Regions from separate parts of the Mus musculus genome. Here region 2 is linked to region 1. The links are chromatin contacts, called in public HiChIP or PLAC-seq maps. All regions are on one chromosome and are shown on one strand. Each heading gives the region's core, a stretch centred on a gene start, on an enhancer-like site or on the middle of the called end of the contact. The rest is flanking DNA. Distances are from core to core; before and after follow the strand shown. Region 1 overlaps Igf2bp2 (insulin-like growth factor 2 mRNA binding protein 2). Region 2 overlaps Gm30416 (a long non-coding RNA gene).

Evidence for each region. HiChIP or PLAC-seq counts read pairs in DNA pulled down with a chosen protein or histone mark.
Region 2: a contact with region 1 is called in an H3K27ac HiChIP or PLAC-seq map of embryonic stem cells, with 6 times the contacts expected there. The contact joins two enhancer-like sites. A contact is called at or near these places in 9 of 39 promoter capture datasets (the 3T3-L1 cell line, the C10 cell line, cranial neural crest and 4 more), 2 of 15 datasets of contacts at CTCF or cohesin (large pre-B cells and pro-B cells), 1 of 115 datasets of contacts at active chromatin or transcription factors (embryonic stem cells) and 1 of 9 other capture datasets (adipose tissue).

Annotation. Positions count from the first base shown.
Region 1 is chr16:22,136,043-22,143,259 of GRCm38.p6, forward strand. The region is part of intron 2 of Igf2bp2 (insulin-like growth factor 2 mRNA binding protein 2); the gene reads right to left. Among named protein-coding and RNA genes, the nearest start is that of Igf2bp2, 24 kb to the right of the region's middle. Within about 2 kb of position 4,554, at least 18 of the 459 cell types and tissues checked have an H3K27ac peak or open chromatin away from gene starts, as enhancers often do. A contact at or near this core is called in embryonic stem cells, where this site is marked.
Region 2 is chr16:22,795,467-22,803,071 of GRCm38.p6, forward strand. It overlaps Gm30416 (a long non-coding RNA gene), which reads left to right. Exons shown (of 4, transcript XR_875953.3): 2 at 2,177-2,408. Among named protein-coding and RNA genes, the nearest start is that of Gm30416, 7.0 kb to the left of the region's middle. Within about 2 kb of position 4,790, at least 34 of the 459 cell types and tissues checked have an H3K27ac peak or open chromatin away from gene starts, as enhancers often do. A contact at or near this core is called in embryonic stem cells, where this site is marked.

The DNA of each region.
Region 1 (7,217 bases), core at 3,304-5,803:
CACCAGAAGAGGGCATCAGATCTCATTATGGGTGGTTGTGAGCCACCATGTGGTTGCTGGGATTTGAACTTCAGACCTTCGGAAGAGCAGTCGGGTGCTCTTACCCACTGAGCCATCTCACCAGCCCCTCTTTTCTCCTTTCTTAATGGTGGACTTAAGTCTGCTCTTGTGGGGTTCAAATAAGGCTGGCACCACGGCAACAGTCCTTGTTAAATGGCCTCTGTTTTCCATACTAAGCCAACTATACCTCATCCTTCCCATCATAAATCTATACGCTAACCACACATAGCCATGGACTCCTGTTCAAAAGAGCTCTGGCTGTCAATCAGCGGATGCTTCACAAAGGCAGAAGTCAGCTGACATAAGCCCACATGACAGCTATAGTACAAGATTAACAAGTCTTGTCTCCAACTAAGCCTGCTCGGCACACAATACAGACTAGGGTGCCTCCTGGCTTCACCGAAGCCTTCTAAGTGAAGGCACTGACCCCCAGTCTCTCCTCCTGGCCTTGCTTTCTATCAGCTGAGTGAAGATGGGAACCCAGAACAAAACACTCATTTTGAGGTGCTGTTAGGAAAAAAGAGCTTTCAAATAAAATTCTGTCGAAGTGGCCAAGTTGGAACAGTTTGTGAGTGTGGGCAAACACTGAGTGGAAAATAGGCCAGAAGACCTGGTCCAACCTGGCCGTGGGCCTTACTGCTCTCCAGCCCAGGCCAGCAGTCCCAGCTTCTGCTGCCGCTTGTGCTACCTGCCTGCCTTGTGACACCCACCTGCCTTGCCCGAAAGGTTGTAAGGGCTGGGGAAGTTGCTGCCTCTCAGTGTACCAGCTAGGACACACTCAATTAAATGATCGCAAGCAGCTGGAGTATTGCTGAGACATAGGAATCCTACCTGCCCTTCTTGCTCCTGCAGCAGATAGATGCTTAAACAGAAAAAGGTTCCAAGGGAGCCTCAGGAAACAGGGGGAAGGTGGGTTTTTCCTCTATGAAAACCCTTCCTCGGGAGAGAGTAACGTCTCCAGCCTGGGCAGTTAGGAACGGTCCTGAGGGTGAGTGCCAAGCATCTGGAGTGTGGTGTTGTCTCTTACCTGGAACTCCGTCTGCATTTAACTCAGAACACACTGTCAATTAGGGACCTTGATGATAATGGCATGTTGCTCAGTAAGGGAAGTATTGTTTGAATCAAACTATTGTAGCAACGGTTTCGTGGCAGGTGTGCCCTATTGATACAGAGCCAGATACAGATACACACTGACAGTCTTAGAGCCACTGCTACAAAATTGCCACAATTCAGTGCTTCAGTTTAAACTGTAACTCAGGTTATGCAAAGTGCTGTAGACATTCCAAGGCAATTACCAAATAGATTACCACTAGAGAAAACCATTATCATCTAGCTTGGTCTTTGTGATGTTCTTCTAGCTCAGAAGCTCTGCTTCTGAAACTTGATGTGAGGAGCATAAATTCCTTAACCAGAAACCGTTCTTTTGGCTTTCTGAGATGTCCCACTATTTAGCACAGGCTGGTCTCCACAAGCTGTAATTGCCCTGCCTCAGCCTCTTCTTACAAGTGCTGGGATTAGAGGTATGAAGTCAGCCACCGTGTCTGGTAAAAACAGTGGTTTCCCCCACTTACACTTTATTTACTTTATATGTGTGCATGCGCCACAATTCAGGTATAAAGTCAGAGGAACAATATGGTTCTCATCCTCTACCATGTGGGGCCAGGGGCTGGAACTCAGGTTCAGGTTATCAGCATGATTTCAAATGCCAGTCGCCTACTAAACCATCTCATTGGCCCAGAGGAAGGAAGCTAGCCTAAGCCCTAATTCTAGGTCTGTCAGCAGCCAGCTTTGTGGGCAACCCATCTGACATTTGTTTTCTCTCTCACCAAGTACAAGCACACACACCTGCTGGGCTCTAGTCTTCCAGCTCTGTTAGTCTGTGACAAATCCCCTTGCCTATACACATGCACAGAGGTCATTTGAGTGCGTCCTAGATGGTACAGTGAGAGGCAGTAACTTCCCCAGCCCTTACAACCTTTCGGGCAAGGCAGGTAGGTGTCATAAGGCAGGCAGGTATCGCGAGCACACACACACACACACACTCTCTCTCTCTCTCTCTCTCTCTCTCTCTCTCTCTCACACACACACACACACACACACACACGATATGTGTAATCTTTAAATACTAAGAAAAAAAAAAGCCTAAAGAAGACACTTCACATCAACCCAACCTCTGGCCTCCACACACACTCATGTCACACACACTTTCCAGAAACCCCTTGTTCTTCCTGTCTCTAGCAGCCACTGCTGGATCCCCCACCCAGAAGTAAACTGTGGAGAAGCCATTCTTCCAGACCTCCTGAGACAGTCTGAGAAGCCCAGGCTCTCCAAATCTTTCCTATCCAAATTCTCCAAGCACAGTATATTAAACACTAGACTCAGAATCTGTTGCTGAGATGACCCACATTTTTTCCCTCACTGCTGAGACCTCTGTGTGTGTGTGTGTGTGTGGGGGGGGGGGGTGTTCTGAGGGGTGGTGCAACATTCATATTGTAAATTACTGCAGATGCCTACAATTACTGTGGCGTTTACTTCATCACATGTTCCAGGCCCACTCTATGATTTACTCTATGTTGGAGCCTTAATAAGGAAGTTAGCACTGAAATGTGACCCTGTGACTATGGGGAAATACCACTGCTTTACAATACCTGTATAATTCATTCTCTCTCTCTCTCTCTACCTCTCTCTCTCTCTGTGTCTCTCTCTCTCTGTCTCTCTCTCTCTCTCTCCCTTCCTCCTTCCCTCCCTCCCTTCCTCCCAGGCACACCTGCATCCCAGCATACATATGGAAATCAGGGACAACCTCAGGTGTCAGCCCTAGCTTTCCACCTTGAGCCCGGCCAGGTTCTCTGTTGTCTTCCCACTCTGTACACCACAGTAGAAGCCAGCAAATTCCCATAAAGTCTCCTGTCTCTGCCTCCCATCTGCCTCCCAGGAGCACTGGGGTTACAGCTCCCAGTAGGCATCTGACTATCTGTGTGGATTCTGGGTTTAATCTCAGGTCCTCAGGCCTTTAAGACAAATGTGTTTACCCACTGAGCAATCTCTCTACCCCTGCTTTGGGGCTGGGGACATGGCTCACTAAATAAAAGTGTGAGGAGCTGAGTTCCAATCCATCACCCCACATAAAAGCTGGGCAGGGCAACCTCAGTTGTACCCTCAGATCCCCAGAGTTTGCTGGCCAGCCATTCTATCCTGCTAGATCACTGAGCACCAGGTTTCCTGAGAAAGCCTGTCTCAAAAAATGAGGGAAGGAAGCAACAGAGGAAGACACCCAACGTTGACCCCTCACCTCTGTACACTCACACACAAGGGGGGGGGGGGGTGTCTCTGTGTGTGTGTGCACGCACGAGCACTCCCAGATATATACCCACATACACTTAACTATTTCTAAGATTCCTATGTTTCTGTTAGTACTTTGCCTACAGAGATGTCTGTGCACTACGTTCATGCCTGGTGCCCAGAAGCGGGTGTGAAATCCCCTATAGCTGGAGTTTCAGATAGTCATGAGATTCCATGTGAGTCCTGGGAACCAAACTGGGTCCTTGGTAACCACTGAGCCATCACTCCAGTCCCCACCCCAAGCTACTTTTCTAGGGTGCTTTCTCTTGGGGTATGTTTATAGTGTGATATTATGCCTGCTCAGCAAGACCCAACTAAACAAACAACTTTAAGCTTTTCTTTACTAAACTTTCAGGAGGTGGACACTTCAGAGGACAACTGGAAGTGTGTTCTAAACTTCTGGCCACCCATATCAGTACTGGCTGTTACCTACACAAAGCTGTGCCAGAGCCCAGCCCCCCAAGATCAGGTGGGCTAAGGTCACTCCCTACATACTTAGGATGTCCGTCCAGATGCACTTATACGCCATCAGCAGCTCTGATTCAGTATACTCTTTGCATTTATATTTTCCACCCCAACTCCAACTTTACAATTCTAAGGAATCCCCCGCCGCCGCCTAGTACAGATGTGCCTGGCCCACAGGCCACACTGAGAACCTTCAACTCAGCCTTCTCTGTTTAAAGAGCATCATTGTTATCCTAATTTACCTCCTTAAAAGATTAACCTACACCCCTGGAGCTCCTGGGGACTGGGCCACCAAGCAAAGAGGTTCCATGGAGGGACCCTTGGCTCCAGCTGCATTTGTGGCAGAGGATGGCCTTGTTGGACATCAGTGAGAGGAATGGCCCTTGGGCCTGAGGGTGTTCGATGTCCCAGTGTAGGGGAATGCCAAGGCAGGAAGACGGGAGTGGGTGGGTGGGTGGGTGAGCACCCTCATAGAGGCAGGGGGAGGAGGAATGGGATAGGGAGTTTCTGAAAGGGAGACCTGGAAAGGTGAAAACATTTGAAATGTAAATAAAGGAAATATCCAATAAAAAAATTAACCTACACTTTGGAAAGGCGTGCTAAGGTTTCAGATTGGTTTTCAGCAGTGTTGGCAGAGAAATGGGGTTTTCCCTGTGTGGTGATTGATGCAAGCCTGCAATCCCAGCAATGGGGAAGTAGAGGCTTGAGTTCAAGGTTCTTCTCTGAAACTATACAGAAAAGTCAAGGCTAGCCTGGGCTACAAGAGACTAAAACTGAACAAAAGCATTTTCTGCTTACCTGTCAATTTAAAAGGGTAACAGCTTTATTAGAGTATACTTTTCCCTAAGAATGGTACCAAAATTAAACTGTAATAAAGCAGATACAATGTATTTCCATCCTTGGGGATCCCCGCCCACAGCCAGTCTTGAGGAACACACACCATGAGTGCCTCATTCCTTCCTGCTCGGGCTGTAAACAGACACATAGGCCTATGACTGAGAGCATAACTGAGATCTGGAGAGAGCCACTCAGGGCCAGAAGACACTTGATGTAGGACAAGACCTTTTAGATGGGCGTTCAAGGAGACTATGGGGCTGAAGGGAGCTGCCAATTTCCCTGCGTTCACAACGACTTTTACAATGCCTCTGCAATTTACTGCCTGCCCCACGAGCTGACTGGACCTTGTCCCCAGCCATTTCGGGAATGATCATGCTAATGATGCATGCTAGTTTGAATTCTAGGCTGACAGGCTCTCTGTTTTTCCTACCTTTGGACTTTCCAGTACTAATCCAATGCTTCCCATTCAGAAATCCCTTGCTGAAGGTTTGGCAGTAAATGATGAAGAGGATGTATGTGGGAAACAGGAACTGCATCCTGGGGGTATCCACAGGTTTTGAGTATCTTTTGTTCTGAACAGTGTCCCATCCCAGCCTTAACGGGCTACAGGCATTTAGAAGCGTTCCAGAGGGGGAGTTCTGTTCCCCAGTGGTGTAGCCTCTGCAAGCTGCACAAGAGACTACCAAACACAGTGGAGCACACACAGAGACGTGAAAACAGGAGGGGGCCCAGTGGGGATGAATGGGTTATTTCAACACAATACAACATCACCATGAGGTAGAGAAGCCCCTTTATTCCCACCAGCAGACTAAAGCACCAGCCACAATGTTTGAGTCTCTAAAAGAAATGACCTGGCTGAGACTCGATGCCTAGAATGAAACTGTTTCCCAAGGAAAGCACTCATAAATACCTCTGTGGTGGTTTGAATGAAAAAGGCCCCCATAGACACCTATGCTTCAATACTTGGTCTCCAGTTGGTAGAACTGTTTGGGAAGGATTAAGCTGCTAGGGCTTGCTGAAGGAGGCGTGCCACTGGTTTCAAACAACTCCTACCATCCCCAGTGAGCTCTCTGCGTGCTGTGTGTGGTTTGAGATGTGAGCAATCAGCTATTCCTGTTGTGATGTCTTTGATCCACCACCATGGACTCCCAACGCTCTGAAACCACAAGCCCAAGTAAATATTCTTTCATAAATTGCCTTGGTCATAATGTTTTTAATCATAGCAACAACAACAAAAAAAGCAACTAATACAACCTCTCCATTAGAGCTCAAATAACTTTAGATGTTAACTGGTATAACGCTTGCTCTAGCAAGCTGATGTGGAGGATACAGACTAAGATTTCAAGCCCTGCAAGCCTCTCTTGCCATAAGGTCATCTTAGTCCCATGAATGCAAACCTTTAGACTCAATCTCACAGAGTGGGGCTGGTGGCTCATACTTGACACCCCAGCACTCAGGAGCCTGAGGCAGGACACCGACACAATGAGAAAATCAATATCCCACCATCACAAAGAAGGCACTTTAAACCACACCAGAGAACAAGCTAACTAAACACATTTCCAGAGCATTTGTACAGCACTCACACCAGAAACACGTCATATTTTTACTCAAAGAGAAAGCGTGGTAGGAGTTTAACACAGCCAAGTCTGACAAACACCCGGGCTGGAGTATGTCATTGAAAGTAGTGTTTTAATGCATCTGAACAGGAATTATCACTGCCTTCCTTTTCAACTAGTTTCAACTGACGATGCAAACTGTATAAGTGAACCGTATCCATCCAACTCAGGGAAACCTAACTTTCTTGAATTGCTTATGTTTTCAGAGTGGTGGTTCAGATATTTGTGCTGAAGGACACATGGGAAATGGAACCTACTTCCTGTGGCTCCTAGGAGCTGGGAACACAAACTGAGGCTCAAGTATTAGCTGGTCCTAACGCAAAGGCATTTCTCAAAGTCCACACTTAGGTTACTTCACAGAGGGCCACCTTGTACAAGTCTAAGTGTAGTGGTGAGTGCTTGTAACTCCCGGGCTAGAGAGTAAAGCAAACTGCTTTCCGGAGGCTCAGTGGCCACCAGTCCAGCCCTCTCAGAGCTGCAGACCAGAAGAGACTATCTTCCATCCAAGGTTGCCCTCCTACTTACAGTTGCAGGCACAAACATATGCAGGCATTCAGACTAACATGTGACAAGCCCTATCTCAAAAGGCAAAATGCACAGCTCTTGAGGAATGACATCCAAGGCTGACCTCTGGTCTTGATCACGCACACACATAGTCAACATTTTAAACTGTAGAGGAATCAGCAAACTACTCAGATCACAGGCCAGAAGCCGGGCCTGATGATGCAGAGATTTGATGCCAGCACTTAGCAGCAGAGGCAGGAGGATCTACAAGCCTCAAGGCCAGGTTGGTTGGTCTAGATAGTGAACTCCTGTCCAGTCTCAAACAAGGAGAGAAGGGAGTAAGAAGAACGATTGGGAATATACACTGGTTCAGTGGAATACGTAAACTTTGCA
Region 2 (7,605 bases), core at 3,540-6,039, 660 kb after region 1:
GGAGATGTTTTTTTTCTTACAAGACTTTTGGTTGGGGTTGGGCAAAGACTGAAGGGATTTCTATGAGACTAGTCAGTTTCCTGAACATATTGTTGGTAGAGTCAACCAAGCTGTCCTTGAGCCTGCGTGATCTTCTGGCCCAAGCAGAGAGATGGTTCCATGCTATGCACCAGCTAAAGGTTGAGGTGTCCCTCTGTCCACCTCTAATTCCTTCTTGGATACAGCTGACTTTGGCCCCCTGCTGGCCACTAGCTAGCCAGTGACTGCCTCTGCAGGCAGGCATTTCTGGTCTCTGCCCTTGGATAATGCCCTGCTCTGTGCTAACTCTGCCATTGTTCCTCGCATTCACACGCATTGTTCTGTGCATTTGCACAGCTAGGTTGTAGTTTTCACAAAGGGCCTTTTCCCTTACTGCCTGCAAAGCTAGCTCCTAACACAACTCCCTTGAAACGTTACCAACAATTCCCTGAGTGCAAGCTATTGGAGGAGGGGGTGAGGGTGCTCGGTGAGGTGAGTCCTTGGGCCAGGTGCTGTGAAGATGTCCCACTCCAAGCTGTGCTTTCGGAAGCCGTCTTCTCTAGCTGAGTTATTCTGTGACCATGCTGTGAACTGTGGCACTGGTACAGTGTCATATACGGTGATGGCTAACAAACCTCCATTTTGTGCTAGGCATTTGTTTCGGAACTTAATAGTCATTTGTCTCTGACTCAAGGTCCTGGAAGATAAGGCCCGGCAACCCTGAATCCTTGACCCTCACTCGGAAATGTATGGCCATGATCATCTGCTCTTAGGATGCGACCTACCACTGATTGTGGCTTCTGTGACTTGCATATGCAGACATTCAAGGACTATTTTAAAGCCACGTTGAATATCTAATCTGGCAGAGCAGAACAGCCCTTGTGGTTTGTTACTTTAAAATCCCCTCTTTCACTCAACTCTGGGTGCATGTCTCTGATTTGGGTTAGACTGTGGCCCTGTAAGCAGCTTTAATAATGTGGTTAGTTATAACCTGGATCAAGCCTGGGATCTTTTCCTGGTGGTCTTAAACTCCACAACAGCATGAAGGACATGTGTGATGGCTCTGAGAGTCGCAATTGTTTTCTGCTCACACGTGAACCCAACAGATGAGAAGGGTTTACCAAGGAGATGACGCACCGTATGTGTTAGGAAGAGTGCTTGAGGCAGACAGATTAGAGATGGCTGAGGTGCCACATCCAAGTCTGCCACAGATGCCGAAGTCAGGAAAGTGAGGGACAGAGGATGGCTTTGTGACATCCTTCAGGATGGAATGGACAGAGCTTTGTAACCAGGGGAGTATAGGAGAAGAAAGAGCTGGGGACAACGTGAAGTTAGTGTGTTAATGGTAGGAGGAAAGAGATGTGGGGAAAGAGGGAAAGAGAGGTAATATGGAGGAGGAAGAGGACAGTGCAGACCTGTTAACTATTCCCCTGGCAGTGTTCAGATCATCTGGAGCAGATGGGGAGAAGGAGAGGAAGAAAGAAGAGGGATGATAGAAGAAAGGGAAGGGGAGGAGGGGAGGAGAGGAAGAGAAGAGAGAGAAGAGGAGGAGGAGGTACAGAGGAGGGGGAGAGGAGAGAGAAGGGAAAGAAGAGGGGAGGGAAGGGGAGAGGAGAAGGGAGGGAAGGGAATGGGGGGAAAGAAGAAAAGAAAAAAGAGGGAAGAGAAGAGGGAAAGAGAAGGGAGAGAGGAGAGAAGGGAAAGAAGAGAGGGGAGGGAAGGGGAGAAAAGAGGAGACGGGAGGAGAGGAGAGGAGAGGGGAAAAAAGAGAAAGGAGTGAGGGAAAGGGAGGAAAGAGAGAAGAAGAAAGAAGAGAAGGGAGGGGTAGGAAAAAGGGAGGAGAGGGGATGAAAGGAGAGGAGAGAAGAGTCTCTGGAGTCATAGAGCTTAGTCCAGGGAGAGTGGAATATGAAGAGAACCAAGAACGAAATGTCCTCAAACTCTGATGCCTTAGGGAGAGGAATGGGGAGGAAGCCGAGCAAACCAACACTGCCCTTCCATCTTTTCTGTTAAGCAGGAGCTGGTGCTATCTGAGGAGACTGGCCATGTGATGGGGTTTTGAGAAGGAAACAGTTGCTAGTGGGGAGGGCATGAAGGAGTTGACTGGGGACACAGAGAGGGACTGCCAAGCACACATTGTTTTCTCCTGCCCTGACAGCTGTCATCAGTCAGGGGACCAGATGGAAAGATGAGGTAAGACTCTCCCAGTGCAGAAACTACACCCATTCGTGAAGCAGGTACCTCTAGCTACAGAATTGTTCTTCGGAGCCAGTAGAGGACCACTGATGCTGCTGGGATGATTTGCTCATGGAAGCATGCAAAGAAGCTTGGATGCCTTCCCCGGTGACAGCCAGGGCGAGCCTCTTTATACTTATGGACCCGAGTAAAGAGTAAGAATGGAAGCCCATGTATCATGCCTGAACATATTTGCACATTATAAATTAAGCTACAATCACTGCCAGCCTGGATTCCCAATTGGTGTCCTACCAGTCACTTCCTGAATCACCACACAACCAGGAGCTGAGCGCGCACTCTCTCTCTCCTGACCAGCCTGTGCCCTAGGAGTGTTCAGATTTGGTGGGACAAGATGGGAAGGGAGGCCAGATCTCGGCTAGGGCCCCCAGCTGCTGCCCTCTGAGCCCAGGACAGGATACAGCTAGCAAGTGCTTTATGAAACAAGGCAGGCAGGTATGGGTGTGTCAGCTCACCAACTCGGAACCTCCAGACAGGTCTCAGCACATCACTCTAAAAGAAGGAAGGGAAAACAGTTATTTTGTGGAATTAGACTGGCTAGACACATGGTTCCGGAGACTTTAAAGACACTATAAACAAAAGCAGAGTATCTGGAAACAGTCCCATTTCCTTTACTCTTGAATTATTAAAAATAAAAAAGGGTACGTCTATAAAATAGTTGCTAAGTAATAAAAAAGAACTACTGACGTGTGCTGTACACACAGATGTATCCCCAAACATTATCTGTGTGGAACCACACACTGCCCGATCCCACTCAGGACCTCGGGAGAAGGTGAGCCAAGGGAAGGACAGTGGCTTCAGCCAAGAGGCTGAGTCACGGTAGGCTCCAAGCAGAGACACCCAAGAGACCCAAAGGAATTTGTTTGGGGAGGGTCGACAATGTTCAATCCTGGTTTTGGTGGTGCCTGCATCATGCTAAAGCTTTTAACAAGTGGGCTGTATAATGCTGGGAGGATGTCCCAGTGAACTTACCCTGCCAAGCCACAGGCCAGAACTTCCTCAATTCTGAGGCTACCCTGTGGCTCTCTCCCTGACCCCACCCTTCTGCATTCAGTACCCCTGGGCTGTTCCTGCACAAGCTGCCTGCATGGGAGAGTGCAACAGCCCACCCCAAATGCAGTTTCTGGCATCTTTTGAGTTGGCTCTTCGGCCATTCCATAGATCTTGGTAGACCCAAGAACAGTTCTGAAAGTGATCTTTTTTAAAACAAAGAAATCAGTACCTTTTCCTCTGTGTTAGCAGCCAACCAGGGTGCTTTAGATGCCTCCCTCCCTGCCTATGAGAAACTCTGAACAGGGAGGAAGAGGATGCAGTGGGTCTGATGCTGGATCAGACGATTACAGATCGCAGCTTGTACCTGCTGCCTGGGGGAACTCTTGTGGCTGAGACAAAGCTTACCAGGCACATCTTCCCCAACTTCCCCACCCCATCCTTACAAGCCAACTATTTCTGTGCTTTAGGCATGGCTTGAAAGGTCAGCCCTGTTCCCATACCTGTCCACAGGGTGGGAGTGGGAGTGGGGCATGGCGCCTGGGGTGGGAGTGGGGCATGGCGCCTGGGGTGGGAGTGGGAGTGGGAGTGGGGCATGGCGCCTGGGGTGAGTGGGAGTGGGGCATGGCGCCTGGGGTAGGGAGGGGGCGCTCTCCTGTCGCGGCTCAGGATGGTGCAGGACTCCTTGTAAGCAAAAGGCTCTTTTTTCCAGGACCTAAGGACAGTGTGAGAAGGTCACAGACTGACTTCCGATTTAACAAGTCTGAGGGGACGGCAAGCTCTGGCATCCTGGACTTGTTTTCTCGCTTTTACAGCTCCTAAATAAACAGACTTTTAGGAATGTTTGAAATTCAGTTCAAATTTCAAGTGTTGCCTTTAAAGAGACACACAGGTGGTCATTTCAGAGTGAATTTTTTCTCTTGCTTTTCTTGTTTTCCAACTTTGAGATTTCTTTTCATAGATTAGATTTTTTTTTTCTTTTTTGAAAAGAGGATACACCCACAGGCCAGGCTATCAAGCCCCCTCCTTTGGGCAGATCTGCCATGTTCCTTTATTATGGAAGAATAATTAGAAGAGTTTTCTCTGGTACCAGAGAAGGGGAGAGCAGCGGGCAGGAGAAGACACACAATACAAAGGACAATGAGCTAATCCAGTTGTCTGTCCACTGGACCGATCCCCTCTTAGGTCCCTCTGAGGCCAATGCGCTAATCCCCGTTACGTTCACTCACACCTCAAGGGTCATCGACACTGAGAGCACCATTATGCTTACAGGAAATGTGAGGCTAAATTCTCACGCGCAGAGACATGGTTGGCATGACACTGGTTACATTAAAGGGCTCTTCTTGACTCGAGGGCCCAGGAAGGCTGAAGTTGTCCCTACAGACACATAGTCTTTCTGTGAGTCAGTCTATTCATGCAGCAAGTGGCAAACATAGCTACCTTCCTCTTCACACAATCACTGGGAGAGTCAAAGTCCAGCCAGTCAAGGGGGTCCCTAAGACAGTGTGAGTGAAGTTGTTGCCAGGAGACACTGAGTAGGCAGGACCATGTGACTCTCTCCCAACTGCCAGGTTGCTTAGCCTTTAGAGGAGTCTTTGGGAGTGACTCCGATTCATAACCCCCTCACAAGCAGGTCTCCTCCTGACTTTTTTTTTTCCCACACTTGCTCACAGAAACATAGTTTGAAGATCTATCTTTCTGTACTTAGCCCTGGGTTCTGCAGGACCAGCCTAACAGGGCTTACTGTGAGCCTGGGCAAACGAGCCAGTGTGTGTTCGGAAACCATGTGGTCAGCATTACTGCCAGGGCCCACCATTGTTCTGGCCCAATGGTTCAGTGCGCAGGCTGATGTGGCTGTTAAAGTGAACAAAGGGGACAAATCCCTGCCTGCTGGGTACTTCACTCCCAAGAGGCAAATTGTTTCAGGATTTCCCCAGAAAGCTATTCATTCCACAGTCACCCAACTGTGTTATAGCTGCTGGCTCACAAAGGGAGCCACAGGTACTGGAAAAATAGAACTAAAGTAGAAAGATCTGAGATGGGGTCAAGCCAGTACTTCCGGTCCTGGCAGAAAAAAAAAAAAGGAAGATTAACTTTCCATTTCTGTGCAAGTAGCCACCCCATCATGTGGCCAAAAGCCTCTGAACTTCCCGATACTCCCCTGACTCCTCCTGACCACCCCTTGACTCCTCCCCTCCCACAAACAGTCCAGAAATGATGTGAAGTCACCGGTAGACCCCTGAGTCATCATCTTGGAAGCCCCGTGGATTCTGAGTCCTTTCACCACGGAAAGGCCCCTCCCAAGAATGTCCTTCAGCAAAGGGTTTAGGGTAGCTGCCTTTATTCCATTATAGGTATAGCTAAGGCGTTTCTCCATATTGTCTCAGCGAATACCAACACAGCTGCTTGAGTTGTGTTTACTATGGGGATAACGTGTAGGTTTGAAAAGCTCTGACTTGTGTGGATTCTAGACACAGCCATGTTGGCTTTGGAAGCTGCCCAGAACTAGAACCAGGGAAGAGACTAATGGGACAGGCACGAGAAGGCCAGACTCCTGCAGCAGCTAAATGTGGCTTTTCTCGAGGTTATGGGATAGGTTAGATGACTCTGACATATTTCCCCCAATTATGAAGCGCCTGCTAAAATAACAGACATGAACTGTGGAGGTGGCTTGGTAGGTACAGTGCTTGCTGGGCAAGCATGAGGGATAGAGTTCCGGACTCCAGATGACACAGAAAAGCCCAGTGGTTTGGGCAGTCCTACCAGTAGTCCTGGCACTCCAGAGACAGGGAGGCTCTGGATCAAGCTAACTAGCTAGATACACGGTAAGCAAAAGAACCTGTATAGATATAGACATAGACATAGACATAGACATAGACATAGACATAGACATAGACATAGACATAGACATAGACATAGACATAGACATAGACATAGACAGACGATATATAGATACATTGTAAGCAAAAGATCCTGTGTGTGTGTGTGTGTGTGTGTGTGTGTGAATGTGTGGGTGTATGTATGTGTCTTTGAATGGGAATCAAGGATGATACTTAACCACAATCTAGAACCTCCATAAGCATGCACATACAGCCGGGCGTGGTGGCGCACACCTTTGATTCCAGCACTTGGGAGGCAGAGGCAGGCGGATTTCTGAGTTTGAGGCCAGCCTGGTCTACAGAGTGAGTTCCAGGACAGCCAGGGCTACACATAGAAACCCTGACTGGGAAAAAAAAACATGCACATACATGTATATATGCATCCCTATGTATGAGCACACATCTGTACATGCACCCATATCATGTACATGTCATATGCACATTTCTGAAAAAATTATGGGATAAAATAGAAAGGTATAAAAGTGGCTAACTACATAAAAGACTATGCAATTAATCCAGACAAGCAGTAGCTACTTATTAGTAGAGACTAGCATGAACGCAGTAGCCACTGCCATCCAGTGGATCCGTACTATGTCAGAGTCTGTATTTGAAAATTCTAAGCCCCAGATACTTTGTAATCCTCAACTACAAATCATTGTGGCTTTGAGGCTACTTGTGGATGTGGGCAAAGAGGAGCAGTGATCAGTGACCCAGTGCATGTGGTCCCAGGTGGAGTGAAGATGCCTTTTTGTCTCGGTTCTCACACATTGTTCCAGGACCACCTAATGCCATGGTCTTTGTATTCTTGCTTCCTGCTGATTTTCTTACCATATAGAAATGCCCCCAGGGATGCTAGCAACTTGTGATCTAATGTACCACTCACTCAAAGGCCGAGACAGACCTTCACAGAGAAAGCAACTGCTCATCTGGTGTGAGTTCTGGTGCCACTGGCTATGAGTTCCATGTTACTAAATCCACAACATACGTAGTGTCTTGAAACACAAGCACCCAGGAAACTAGGCTTTGTGCTGCCCATCGACAGGCCACGGGTGCTGGAGGCTCACAGGGATCTGATCATACGGCTCCTCTCAGCAATTCAGCATTTGCTGTTCAGTGTTTGTGGTATTGTTACAACTGCTAAAGACAAGGCTACCAAAAACATCTCTTACATGTTTTATATGTTGTCTGATTCGAGTGCCCACAGAGCAGGTGCTAGCCAGAGAGTTATCCATCTTAGATTATGCGACTCTGAACTAATTGGGATCCACTCGCAGAGAGTGGATTAACTGCCTCTCTAGCTTTTGTGCCAGACTGCCAGTCCTTGGGAAAATGTAGATGAACTCACAGCAAAACTGGTACATCATTAAGAGGCATCATTATGTCTTGTGGGTGGGGACCTAGACGGATAAGACATAAGACTGCAGATTGAAAGCTGCAGCAGCAGATGCTGGCTTTGTGTAAGAGG